Regions from separate parts of the Mus musculus genome. Here regions 1 and 2 are each linked to region 3. Evidence: chromatin contacts called from public Hi-C data. All regions are on one chromosome and are shown on one strand. The core of a region is the stretch at or near the end of the contact, and the rest is flanking DNA. Distances in the headings are between cores, read along the strand shown.

The links. A called contact is a pair of places that touch in the nucleus more often than the background predicts.
Region 1: a contact with region 3 is called in a Hi-C map of uterus, with 3 times the contacts expected there. The contact joins the promoter of Mark1 here to the enhancer-like site in region 3. A contact is called at or near these places in 6 of 39 promoter capture datasets (the 3T3-L1 cell line, 3T3-L1-derived adipocytes, hippocampal neurons and 2 more), 3 of 484 Hi-C or Micro-C datasets (granulosa cells, nephron progenitors and uterus), 3 of 115 datasets of contacts at active chromatin or transcription factors (embryonic stem cells and vascular smooth muscle cells) and 1 of 9 other capture datasets (liver).
Region 2: a Hi-C map of uterus shows a contact between it and region 3, with 2.6 times the contacts expected there. The contact joins two enhancer-like sites. A contact is called at or near these places in 19 of 484 Hi-C or Micro-C datasets (the G1E-ER4 cell line, cerebral cortex, differentiating embryonic stem cells and 7 more) and 3 of 115 datasets of contacts at active chromatin or transcription factors (all in embryonic stem cells).

What each region holds. Positions count from the first base shown.
Region 1 is chr1:184,997,084-185,001,441 of GRCm38.p6, reverse strand. Mark1 (MAP/microtubule affinity regulating kinase 1) reads left to right here and starts at 1,893. Exons shown (of 18, transcript NM_145515.2): 1 at 1,893-2,020. The coding sequence starts at 1,970. Gm39728 (a long non-coding RNA gene) reads right to left here and starts at 1,876. Exons shown (of 5, transcript XR_865821.3): 1 at 1,689-1,876.
Region 2 is chr1:185,181,095-185,185,969 of GRCm38.p6, reverse strand. No RefSeq gene overlaps it. Among named protein-coding and RNA genes, the nearest start is that of Rab3gap2, 21 kb to the left of the region's middle. Within about 2 kb of position 1,824, at least 45 of the 459 cell types and tissues checked have an H3K27ac peak or open chromatin away from gene starts, as enhancers often do. A contact at or near this core is called in uterus, where this site is marked.
Region 3 is chr1:185,063,389-185,067,702 of GRCm38.p6, reverse strand. No RefSeq gene overlaps it. Among named protein-coding and RNA genes, the nearest start is that of Gm34732, 20 kb to the left of the region's middle. Within about 2 kb of position 2,527, at least 9 of the 459 cell types and tissues checked have an H3K27ac peak or open chromatin away from gene starts, as enhancers often do. A contact at or near this core is called in granulosa cells and uterus, where this site is marked.

The sequences.
Region 1 (4,358 bases), core at 644-3,143, 66 kb after region 3:
GAGGAATTTTGTGAAATGGAAATACCCATCAGGGTTACCAGAGGAATGAGGACAGGGGATAGCATGTGAATAGCCTTTGAAGAATGACATCTAAGCTACTGGTGGAAGCCTTGTTGCATGGGGGGAGCACCTTGCTTGCTTATTGCTAGGCTAATGCAGACATAGTTGGAACACAAGGGACTTCTGTGTTAGCAGGGGTGCTGAGTGCACAACCTCCAGCTGATGAGAAAAGTACAAACTCATGCTTCAGTATATCTCGGTGAACCCCGATTTCTGAAGGACTCTAAAAGTGTGCCATTCCCAGAGGCACACCATAATGCAGGCTGTGGCCTTGTCATTAGTTCCAAAGCCTAAGTGCTAGTTGAACAGTAGAGATGGCCACCAAAGTGGTCTTGGGATTTTCATTTGCTCTGTGGAATTGAGAAGTACTTACAACATAAGATGCTTGAGAAATAAATATGCAGCTCGTGTTCTAGAAGCGACTACATACGGTGTGTGTGTGTGTGTGTGTGTGTGTGTGTGTGTGTGTGTGTGTATTCCCTCAAGATATGGGTTTGCTATTTTTAGGTTCTTCTGGCCCATGTTTTAAGGGTCAAGTGTTAAGTTTTCAGAAACAACTTTTAATGAGTCAGGATAAAAACCATCTGGCACAGGAATTCTTCCTCAAATGGATGCATTTGGGAAAGAGGAGTTTCCCATCATCCCAAGATTCCCATTTGAGGTTGAAGAAAGAAAAGGAATAGGGAGATGGTAAAGTTTTATCCTAGAGGCCAAGTGTGCAAAATATCAGAGTAAGAATGACAACATTGCATGGGGACAAATATGCCCAGGACCTGGAGTGGCAGGTGGAGGGAAAGGCAAAGCAGCCTTTTGGAAGGAAGAGTTCCAGACAGACCACAGAGACAGCCTTCTTACTCTCTCTGAATAAGTAGCCTAAGTGACACTTCCTTGTATCCCAGGAAGTGACGATCAGCCACTGTAGACATCAAGTCTCACCCACTCCAGGGATGCTGTGGGGTGCGGGGAGCCCTCTTCCACATGCTTTCTGGGCCAGCTCCTTTCATGAGGCTTTTGTGCCTTTTGTCCACGCCTGCCCCTGAACAACACCTCAGGGCAGAAGGATGCTGAAGGAAGGCTCGAAGAAAACCAGGAATTAAACCAGAGGAGAATTTAAGGATGGGCCAAGTGGAGAGTAGGATGGATGGTACCCAATGCTCCCTCCAGTGAAACAAATAAAAAAATACATAAAAAAGGAGGAAGGAGGGGGATCGTTCTCTATTCGCACGAACCCCATGTGTCCCCAGTGCCGGTTTAAAAGCCACACAAGAATCAACATCAAATCGCAGGACGCCCGCCGGAGGTTCTGAGGGGACAGGCTGATCCGCGGGTGGGGCGAGTCACTAATGAAATCCGGCCCGGCGGGCGGAGGCGGCCCCGCATCCCTAATGAGGGAATGAATGGAGAGGCCCCTCGGCTGGCGCCCGCCCACCCGGCGGCGGCCGCCAAGAGCCTCGGGGCGCTGCGTGCCGTGCCGCGCCCGCCGCTCCGCGCGCACCGGCTCCGGCCGCCGAGGGCTCCGGCTGATCGCGGCGGGGACGGCGCGGAGCGGCGCGCGGGCTCGGGGCCGCGGGGCCCGGCGCGGATGCGGCAGCGGCGGCGGCGACGGCGGCGGCGGCGGCGGCGCTCACCTGAGGCGGCGTGCGGGAGGCGCTGTCAGGGCCGCGCTCGCCGGGCGCCGCGCTGAGGCAGCTCCGGGGCGCCCGCTCTCCACTCAGCCCGCCGCGGCCCTCCGCGCCCGACCGGCGTCCCCGCGGCTCGGTCCCCGCGTCCTCGCCCGCCTTCCCGCCCCGCGGCCTGCGGGAGCCGCGCGCTCCCCGGCGCGGCCTGCTCGCGCGCGCCCGCCCTCGCCGAAGCCCTCCGCGGCCCGCGACCCGCCGGACCCCCCGCTCGACCCCGCTGCCCGCGCAAGATGTCGGCGCGGACGCCATTGCCCACGGTGAACGAGCGGGACACGGAGAACGTGAGTCTCCCGAGCCTCCGGCGCGGCTACCTGGGCGAGCCCGGCCTGACCCCCTTCCCCGTCCTTCCCGTCCCTACGCGGGGAGCCCCGGGGCGGCCCTCTGCTCGGAGGGGGTCCTGCCTGAGGGGATGCGGAGGGTGATGGAGGGCAGAGGGTGGGCGTCCAGAGTGGCTTCGTGAGCACCCCAACATTCTGGTCGCGCCCCCAGCCCCCCACTCGAGTGAATGGATGCTTGCTTGGCTGCAGCCCACGAGCCAGCCGAACCTCTTACACCTCGGCTGTCCTGGGATCTTTCAGCCCTTTGCTTTTCTGGATTTTTTTGAGTCCTTTGCAAACATACACCCCACCCCACCCCCGCATTGCCCCATGACTTTGCTTTTTGTAACATCAGGTCCACATTGGGGGGTGGGGGGGGGCACGGGCACCTTAGGGATAAAGAGGGCAGTGAAGTAGAGGGGTGTGTGTGTGTGTGTGACTTTATGTCACTGCAATACTCTCAGTGAAGAGTGGAAGATTTCACTTACAGCTTCTGTAGCCCCAAGGTGAGAAAGAAAAGATTTAAGAACCCCAAGAAGCCAGCTGTCTTCTTCTCTTCCTCAATCCAGTGTTCGTGACTCAGGGACAGGTTTTAAGTACTTCTCCTCAGAGTGTCACAAGGCACATTTCTTTGAAGGCAGGATTTTTCTGTGTCTGATCAAATTGCCCTCAGGAGCTTCTTTGTTTAGTTTGGTTTGGTTTAATTTTTTTTTTTTTTTTTTTTTGTTTTTAAATCAAGATTGAGATGTTCACTCGCCGTATTTGAAGTCTAACAAAACCAAGAGAAAGGCCAATTGTAATTTCATCTTCTGAGACGGACGATTGTGTTTATATGTGTGTGCAGGTTCCTTTGCAGGAAAGGTGGCTTTCTGTCACTGTTGTTTTTAAAATTCTCCGCGACCTGCCAAGGGGCCCGGAGGCTCCAGAGGGTCTGGCCTGATTGCTGACAAGTTTTAAGGAACTAGGGGGTTCTAGGCTTTGCGTGGCCGACCAGAGAGCTCTCTGGGTGTCTACGCCCCTCATCGGTCCTCCAGTGCTTAATGTACCAGTGACTTCATAGGGATTGTAAAGTAAAAATACTCAAGTGCTTTGGTGTTCTGAGACAAAAGATAGGGGAGGAGAGACAGGCAGGCTCGCTTTTCGAAGGGGCAAATGAGGCACAAACATGGGTGTTTTATCTAGAGAGTAGGGTTTGCATGTACTATATTTATTTGAAGGGATAAGAACACAATTCTACAGAGACCATTGTTAGAAGAACTAGGAAATTGTATGGGAATGCTTTGTCCTCTCCTGTGTCCTACACTTGAAATGATGAAGACACCAGGGCTGTCACCACCGTCGTACCTTGTTGCTCAGTTTGCACCGTGACTGTTGTCTTAGAGATGACACGGCTGCATAATTTTCACTGAAAGGCTAAAGGAGGTTGGAGGAAAGGGTAAAGAATTTGGTGGCGGTAGGTTTTCAAAGGTAAAGATTTATTATTAAGAACATCCTGTCATTTAAGAGTGACCGTGAGGAGTCAAGCGGAAGATGACCTTTGTTTTAGGGTCAGAATTCTGTGTGTTAACCTAATGTGGAGAGGCCCCGTGGCTTGGTTGTGTCCTGGGGTTTGACGGCTCGGCCTCTTGTTTAGGCGTGTGTGGATAGGGCTCTTTATACAGACATGGGATGGCTTTATAGGAATAGGCAGCAAGGAATTGTACCCCACGCAGCTTCCCATGCAAGAGCAGAAGCACAGCCAAGGGCACTTTAGAGCCTAGCAGTCAGAGGTTGTACATCTCGTTGAACCTTCCGAGGACGGTTGTGCTGTGTAAACTCACGTGCTTTGTGTCTGAGCATGTTCTTTCAGAGCCTCTGCGTGGTCTTGTTTCTACTCTGGTACAACATAACTGTCCCTGCATTTAGCTTACTTTATCTACTATGTCCTGATTATCTCCTCGTTGCCGTGGAAAGCATCCCCTCTGCTGTGGCTGTTAATTAATCGATGAATATGCACTTAACTCTGATTTTGACCTGGAAGGGAACGCAGAAAGGCTTTAGACAAGGCCTCTCCCTACTCAGAGCTGACAGGAGATGTCAATGCAGTCCCAGGTAGTGTACAGTAGAAGACTGAGGATAGCTAGGGCTAAACTGGCTTTGTAAGTGTTCCAGGTGTTTATTGAAGAGGCCACCGCTGGAGGCTGTTAAATGACCACTGGAGTCTTAAATAGCATTATCCATGGTGCCTACCTGCCATCAGTGAAACAGAGTTACCAGTTGGTTTGTCAGTGCATGAATTAATGCCAGCACGGTAGCCAAAATG
Region 2 (4,875 bases), core at 575-3,074, 120 kb before region 3:
TGGCCCTCCCTCCTTAACAAATCATTTGTTACCCTGAGGCTTGAACGTACGCTATGGCACGGAGGAGGACGAATGCCTCTTTCAGTGATATTAATTACTGTGAAGTAGCAATTCTGTACTTCAGGGCCTAGGAGGAAAGAGCTTTCCTCGCATTCTCACCTCTGCCTCCCAGACTCCCTCAACACATCCACCTCCCAGGCTGCGAAGAGCCAGGGTTGCTAGGAGACCTGTTCGACTGTGGAATAAAAAGGGAAGCAGATACTTCCTGGATGCCCCCATCTAGTTTTAAAAGACTGAGTTAAAGTACAAGTGGAGGTGGTTAGGGAAGGGAAGTGGGGGGGAGGGAACGGGAGATACACGTGAGAATCTGAAGTCATCCTTGCCAGGGCCAAGCTTGTCTTCAGAAAGCATGAGCTAAATCTATGCACCCCGGGTGGCAGAGCCCGGCATACGGTACGGTAGAGCCTGGCATAACTGGGTGGGGGGATGATCAATCAGACCCTGAGAGACTCATTTAGGATACAAAGTTGAGGGTCCTTTACAGAATGCTTGTGACTGTAGTTCAGTTGCTAGCATGGATGTAACCCTGGGTTCGAGCCCTAGCACTACATAAAAACTGAACATGGTGGTAACTCAAATGTAAGGCCACTCCACTCAGTAGGTGGAGGTAGGATGATCAGGAGTTCAAGGTCATCCTCAGATACACACCCAGTTAAAGGCCACCAGGGCTACATGGCACCTCTACCCCTTCCTCAACAAAGTGAGGTCTACCCCATGATCTCAGTTACTGTTCTGTTGCTCTAATAAGACAACCTGACAAAGGAGACGTAGGAAGACCTTATTTTGGTTCACAATTCCAAGGCATAGTCTATCCTGACAGGGGAGTCAAGGCAGCAGGAGCCTGAAGCAGCCGGTCACCTTTTATCCTTAGCCAGGAAGAAGAAAGCGATGAATGCTGATGTTGAGTTCATGTCCTACTCTTCATACAGTCAAGGATCCCAGACCAGAGGATGGTTCCGCTCACAGTGCCCAAGTGATGCTACAACTCTTCCAGTTGACAGCTGAATTTGACAGTACTCTCATGCTATTGGTGGGTTTTCTGGACACGGTATCTGGCACATGTGCCAAGCTCAATAAACGGTCATCATTATTGTGCTTGTTATTGTTGTGATTGTCCTTGTAGGTATAGATTTTGTCTCTGTAAGTATTTTTAGTTGCCGTGGATTAAAAACTTTTTTTTTTTTTTAAAGACAGGGTCTGGCTATGTAGCCCCAAACTCCTGATTCTTCTACCTCAGCCTCCTGACCGGTAAGATGATAAATATGCCACCAAACAAACATTTTTACCATAGACCTTGTCATCATTTAATGTCCCTCTAAAAGCATATTGTACTATTCCTATACATGTCTAAAGCATACACTTAGAGTCTGTTTCTTTTACCCAACCCACAGGTACTATGATCTTCAATACTTGTCTCAGAATCCAAACCAGATAAGCTGAAATAGCTATCATAACAAAACATGCACCATTCATAAACTCAGGCAAGCAAGTGCCACTGTCCTTTCATTCCTGACTTTCTGAGCATTTTGGCTAAGCTGGGTGTGGTATGTCCCCATCCAAGAAAACATTGTTTGGTGGGGCATACACCTTCCTTGGGTACCTCTGCTGTCCATCTAGTTTGGGCCCATGACCTGGACAAAACTGCCTTGCCTGATGTTACTCAGGCTAATTGCTTACAGCAGCAGCTTCTTAGACAGGAGGCTGGCAGTGAGCTCTATGCTAGGAGGATTCATAGCCTGGAAAGACATAACACTTCCAGACATGTGGTGGCCAGGTCACGTGAGGTCTGGGATCATCTGAAGCAGGGAGCTTCCGGGAATGCTGCCTCTTGCAATGTTGCCGGGCAGACAGGGGAACGCAGCTCTTTCTGAATTCAGAAAAGAAAACAAAGGCAAAACAAAAGGTGATGCGCTCGCTTTAAAACTCTGAGGAGAAAGAGCATTTGTAAAACTACCCACAGACACACAATACCTCACTCGGAGCTCTCAGACTAATTGAAAATTCAAAGCAGGGGTTAGGGGTGGTGCTAAACTTCTGCTACGTATGAGGATCATCTCTGAAACATCAGTGAACACGAAGTTCTTCAGAATAATGGTCAACAGCCTGCTTCCATTAAGCAGCTCCAGAGTCATGACCTTTATAGCCATGACTACCTCTGCAACTTCAGTTGAACCACATGTGGGAGGCAGCCAGGAAGAAGTGGGTCTGTCCTTCCAGTCCCTATCAGCTGTAGCAGGGAGAGGGGTTGACAGACAAGCACAGACTATAAGAAGTGCATTTTTTCCCTTTGTCTTTCATGATGATGTTGCTAATCCAAAATTTCCAGACTGCTTAAAGATGTGTTCATGCCCATCCTTTAAGCAGGCTCATAAATTAATAATATGTTTCTGTAGCTGCTTAATGTTATTTAGTGATACACACATACTTTGGGTAATGCATATTATGCAGATAGATACATTACATATATTATACATATTCAGGTAATATCACATGTAAGTTAACTATCTTTTTTTTTTTTTTTTTTTTTGGTTTTTCGAGACAGGGTGTCTCTGTGCAGTCCTGGCTGTCCTGGAACTCACTCTGTAGACCAGGCTGGCCTTGAACTCAGAAATCCCCCTGCCTCTGCCTCCCGAGTGCTGGGATTAAAGGCGTGTGCCACACATGTAAGTTAAAGAGAACATTTTTGCCTGTCTCTTTCTCTCTTCTTCCTTTCTTTTATCCCGGCTCCCTGCTCAAGTTTCAAGCCTAAAGCTCAGCTTTGGCCCAGCCTCTTCCTTTGACCTTATGATGAAAGTATCTCTTTAGAAGCAACAATCTTATTCTTGTGTCTGGCTCTCCCACTGGAGGGAAAGCCACCCACTTTTACCCTCTTTATGTAAAGAAAGGAGAGCTTTGACTGCGCTTTGACAGGTGGTGACCTGTCTCCTGACTCTCACTTTAGAGGAACGGGATGTAACAAACTGGACAACAGCCAGGATTCAAACTCTTTTGATTTCTGCCTCTGCCAGCTGCAGATGACTGGATGTCGCTCTGTGCTGCTGCCCTTTCGGTCCCAAGCCCTCTTCAGCAGTTACATACGAAGTTTCATGCAGCGCACCTGGTGGTTCAACTCAGCCTGCCAGGCTCTGCCTTGCCCTCTGACTCTCTTGCTGTGTGTGTGAAAGGCTTTAATACAAAAAGCTATATTGGAAAAATCTATTTCTGAAGACCCCACTCTACCACTGTCTCTCCACTTTCCCCTACTTTGAACATACAACACAGTCCACACAGACCTGTATGTGCACACGATGCCTATGGCTTGTGTTTCAAGGTTATATCCTTGAGTTCTCTGGAAAGGCTTTTACAGCTATGGAGTTTATAACCTGGTATGTCATAAACACAAAGTATACAAGTTTGCTTAGGATGCTTAACTGTATTCAGGGAAGCTCAGGTTTCTTTTACATTAAAAAATCATGTGGTTTGCATGTATGTATATGTATGTATGTGTATCATGTGGATGCTTGGTGCCCATGAATGCTAGAACTGGAGTTAAAGATGGTTGTGAGCCCTCCTGTGGATGCTCAGAACCAAACCTGTATCCATTGCTAGAGTAGCAAGTGCTCTTAACTGCTGGGCCATCCTACGGCAGTAGAGGGTGATTGACACTTTGGTCAAAGTTAGTCTTTCTATAAAGAGACTTAGGTTGAAGTCTGAGGAAAGAGTAGGGACGGTGATGAAGAATGAGCTAGGCATAGGTGATAGAAAATGGCTTCTGCGCAAGGCCTGGAGAAGGGCTCATTGAGGAACTCTCTCTCTAGCAAGTCAGGCGGCAGGCCAGTGTGGGAGAGATGAATTCCTGTCACCCTCTTCTGAGGAGCCCGCCTTTAGTATAGCCTTAGTATCAATCAGTTTTTGTTATTGTGTCAAAACACCCAAGAGAAACAGTTAAAGCAGAGGAAAGGTTTACTTTGCCGAGAGATTTCAATCTATTGCTCTTTTGACCTGGGTTTCCGCAGAGCATCACAGCCGAGGGTGTGTGGTGGAGTAAAATGCTTCTTCTTGGCTTCTAGGAATCAGGGGGCGGGGGAGAGAGAAGGGGAGAGGAAGGGGTCAGGGAAGGGAGAGGAAGAAGGGAAAGGACAGGAGAGCAGAGGAGAGGAGGGCTCTCAACCCCTTCAAGGGTACACCTCCAGTGACCTAACTTCCTCTTCTGCTGAAGTTACCCCCTCCCAACAGCAGCCAAACCTGGAGCTTTTGTGGGGCATCCCAAATCTAAACTTCATCTCTTCTCCTCAGCCCGGACACCACTCCAGAAAACAGTAGCTCATTAGTGCTAGCAGCTTGGTGGGCAGAAGCAGTTGTCTGATAGGGGGATGCTTCCGTTCCCTTACACACAAGGGGCTGGGGTTCAGAGGGGACTCTGACAAAGACCACAAGCAAATCGGCTTGACTCAGCTTTCCTACACTGAGAGATGATCAATACCTGAGAAAGACAAATGCAAAGTCTGTGTGAAAGCAAGGAGTATTGATAACCTTCTAGATCAGAGAGGAGACACATTGAACTCTGTGGCTACAGAAATGGGGTCCAGCTGCTGTTTCTGTTTCTTTTCTTTGTGTGTGTGTGTGTGTGTGCATGTTCATGTACAAGCAGGTATATAGGGGGGGCTTTTCATGTACAAGCAGGTGTGTGTGCCTGTGTGTGTTCACATGTAAGCAGGTATGTGTGCCTGTGTGGAGATGCTCACATGCAAGCAGGTGTGTGGGTGTGTATGTGCATGCATATTCACATACAAGCAGGTGTGTGTGGATGGGTGTCTGTGTGCATGAATTTTCATG
Region 3 (4,314 bases), core at 1,278-3,777:
GCCCAGAGACTCCAGTGTGGCTGCTGTTTCCCTGGTCATTTCTGCTGGGTACTGTAAGCTCCTGATTTGAGGGCGTTACCTTAGTTTGCTCTCTCAGGCTACTCCAGTAGTCTCTGCTAGGATCCTGTGAGCAGCTGATTGGAGGATAATAAACTCACTCATTTGAAACCCAGAAGCACCCCTATTGTAGATCATCCTCTGCACCGTACAGAGCAGGCAGTTCCCTCGTGCCATTCCTCCCATCCGCCTTCAGGTGAGCTAATGCAGGAAACTGCGGCAGAAGCTGGCCATCGAGAACGAAGACCAACACAGATGGCACTCGCTTCCATACCCACCCATCCTAAACCTTTCCCTAAAACACACAGAGACATAAAGCTCTTTATCCATGATGATGATTTTTGTCTCTCATTCCAGCCGCTGAGCCGGCATTCTGTCTGGTACATTGGTGTCTTGGGACTTGGATTCTCATAAGTGGCACCAAGAGGAAAGTAGCCCAAGTTTTTCCACTCCTACCCCCATCTGTGTGGACATCCAGGCATGGATGCAATGTCCAGGACATCCCACAGCCTTTGCAGATGGGAATAGAAAAGGTTCAGAGCACTCAGGAGGATTAGCCAGCTGGACAGAAATGGCTGTTATGGTGGCCCTCCTTCTAGATACACATTAAGCACCACAGAAGAGGGTGGGGGTAACTATCACACAGTGAGAGTGCTAAGGTTCAGTTCCCAGCATTTCTTTTGTCCAGACTGCTGCTCCTTGCTTTCTCTTACCTTGTAGAGCACCTTTCTGAGTCTCTGATTTTAGCTGACCTCTAAAGTGGTTTGGCCAATTCATCTTAGTTTTCTTCTCTCGCCCCAGCTCTTCCAAGGGAAGGAAAGTGCAGGTTGGCAGAAATGGATACTTAGTCTTTTAATCAGAGGCTGATCCAGGGTGCGATGTATACTCTGGTTCCTGTCTTAAAAAAAGATGAAAGAACAGTAAATCGTTAAGGAAGAAGAGAACTTCTCAGAAAACACCGTTGCTGTTAGCTAAGACGAGAAGGAAGTCTTACTTTGCATCTAGACGTAGAATTAAATGCACGCTAAGAAATGCAATAATATATCTTCTTTATTTATAAGGAGTCAATAGATTATTGGTTTGTAAAATAGGATAGATCATCTGGAAAGCCAGGAGGCTGATCTCTGTTGGGCATCTGAGAGTGTGGGGACATCTACAGAGACACAGGAAGTAAAGGTCCTGGTTCTCAGAGACACGGAACTGAATGTAGAGAGCTTTTCAAGCCTAGGAAGATGTATTTCTATCAGACCTGAGCAAGCACAGCCTCTAGTGGTTCTCAACCTGTGGACCATGACCCCTTTGGGAGACAAATGACATTTTCACAAGGATCACCTAAGACCATTGGAAATATCAGATATGTACATTATGATTCATAACAGTAGCATTATTACAGCTATGAAATAGCAACAGAAATAATTTCATGGTTGGAGGGTGTGTCACCATAACATCTTAAAGGGACACAGCACTAGGAAGGTTGAGAACCAGTACTCTACAAGAACATTGCAGGGTAGTATTCCCTAGAACAGTAAAAACCTCCACACTCAGGTGCACAGGGAATTTATGTGGTAGGGGAGACTTGGTCAAGAAGATGGATCTTGAGCTATCTTGCCAGCCCCTTTGAGAAAAGTGCCTACAGAGCTTCAGCTCGTAGTCTTTTTCCAGGATCTGCCTCCTACATATGCTTTGTTGTTGCTGTTGTTGTTGTTGTTTTACATAAGCTTGTTGGTGACTCTAGACACTGTATTCGTGTCTGTCCCTGTAAAACCTTGTCGACAGACAGACTGGCCAGGTTTGATGGTGACTTCTAGGACTGTCTCTGGCACTCTCTTGGCCCTTTTTTTCTGTAGCTTCTAGACAAACTCAGGTTAGTTGGAACATAATTGTCCAAGACCCAGAGTCCAGCTCGAGTGTATGATGTCATCTCCTTCCTCTGTGCTGTGACGCAACATGGGAAGAGAATGGGCAGGGAGACATGGATGGTAGGGTGGGTTAGGGACTGTGACCATCACCTTGGGTGTCTTATTACAGAGAGCTGAGAGTTTGCCTATACTGTCAGAGAGCACAGGGGGTCATGATTTTCTGATGAGAAGAGATTGGTAGCCTCAGGCTTTGTCTCTGACAGAGGCTCAAGTATTAGGCCAACAGACCTTTGCAACAATCCAAAGGACTCCAGTTTTTTTTTTTCTGCCTTTGATGGGAGCTGCTATTGTGTTGCTGTTTTTGAGGGCTGAGGATCAAACCCAGGGCCTTGTGTGTGACATCCAAGCACTAACCACTGAGCTCCAGCTCCAGCCCAGCTGCTCCTGGACACAGCCAGGGTCTGGGCTTTTCTGCAATCCCAGAATGGTCATTGCCAGCCTCTTCGCTCTTAGCCCATCTTTTTGTAAACATGATATAAAGCAATCAGTTAGCTGTCACATTCCAGAAGTCCCTTCCCGAGGTCACATAACTTTGAGAGTGCTCATTCTAATTAGAGCCCATCTGCAGGAAAGCTGAGGCCTTCACTTGTTTTTCCTGCCTGTCCTAACCTTTCTCTCTCTGACTCCCTGCAAACGCCATGCCTTCCAGTTGGGCTAAGCTAATAGCTGCTCCTGAACACAGCTAGGGTCTGGGCTTTTCTGCAACCAGAATGTCCTTCCTTCCATCTCTGCTTGATGAAAACCTATCAGCCCTCGAGGGCTTAGCTCATGGTCACATCTTGTCTGAACTCAGTTCTCCATGCCTGCCCTGGTGAGGTCTCTTTCCATATTGGGCTCATGGTCCTTACCACCATCCCTGCCCTGTGCTGTTGCTATGTCTATGGATTGCATCAGGCAGGGACATAAAGTTATAGCACCTTGGTCTCATTATCAGGGTCTGAGCCTAGCAGGCCCTCTTCTCTGGGAATCATGGATCTATATAAAATGAGACTATTCTTCTTAGGTTGAGAAAAGTTGCACCCAGAAAAAGAGGAAGGGACAAAGGAAGAAAGGAAGGAAGGAAGGAAGGAAGGAAGGAAGGAAGGAAGGAAGGAAGGGAGGGAGGGGGGAGGGAGGGGGGAGGGAGGGAAGGAGGGAGGGAGGAAGGAAAATCTATTGAAAGTAAATTGGCAACAGGGGCTGGAGAGGCGGCCAGGAGTGCTTGCTTATCTTGCAGAAGGCTCAGGTTCGGTTCCCAGCAGCCAAGTCAGATGGCTCACAACCACCTCTAACTCCAATTTCAGGGGCTCAAGTGCCCTCTGGCTTCCACAGTAGAAGCATGTGATGCACACGAAGGTGAAAAGGCACACACCTGTGTAAATAATAAATAAATCTAAAAAGGAAGAAAGCTGAAAATGAGCCAACTTACTAACCACTTAGAATAAAACATCCCCAAACCAAATTTATAGGGAACCAAGACCCATTGGCTGAATGGCTGGGGACGGAAACTGAAGCTGAATCTATGGCCATCCTGTATTGTCACCATGGACTTCCCACTGTCGTGTGATCAAGAATCCCCTGACCTTGAGAAGGCTGGAAGTAGCCATGATGTTTATGGACAAGAGAAGCAAAGTAGCAACTAAATTAACTATCAGGCTTTTTCCCCTGAGCCAGGCACCAGAACAGTGCCTCTGTGCATGCCCTGCAAGCACCACTCTGCCACTGAGCTGTGCCCCCAGCCGCACTAAATCTTGACAAAGTGGTGAGTGCGTGCTAAAGTTTGAAGCAGAGACTGAGTCAGATTTTGATGGAAAGGATATCAAAATCCTAGAAGAAGCAAATGAGCCAAACAAAAGGATCATACACGTATTTCTATATATTATATGTTAGTATATCTCTCACTTTTAAATTATTGTTCAATGTTCTCCATTTGCTAATTCATACCTTTAAAGTTTTTTAATCTTTATTTTCACTGTATGCATGCAGCTATTTTACCAACATGTATGTTTGTGCACTATGTGTGTGCAGTGCCTACAGAGGCCAGAAAGGAGCATTGGATCCCTTGGAACTGAAGTTTCAGGTGGTTCTGAGCTGTCACGTAGATGCTGGAAGTCAAACTGAAGTCCTCTGTAAGAGCAGTGCTCTTAGGCAGTGAACCATTTCCCAGCCCCTCGCATGTGTTTTTTAATGTGCTTGTGTGCACGCATGTTTCCAGGCATGTGTGCCTGTGCATGGTGGGCAGGGGACAGCTTCAGAGGTTATGCTAAGACTCCATCCTCCTCCTTTGAGGCAGGATTTCTCTTCACCTGGGACTCACTAATGAGACTGGCTAGAGAGCCCAGGGGATCTACCTGTCTCT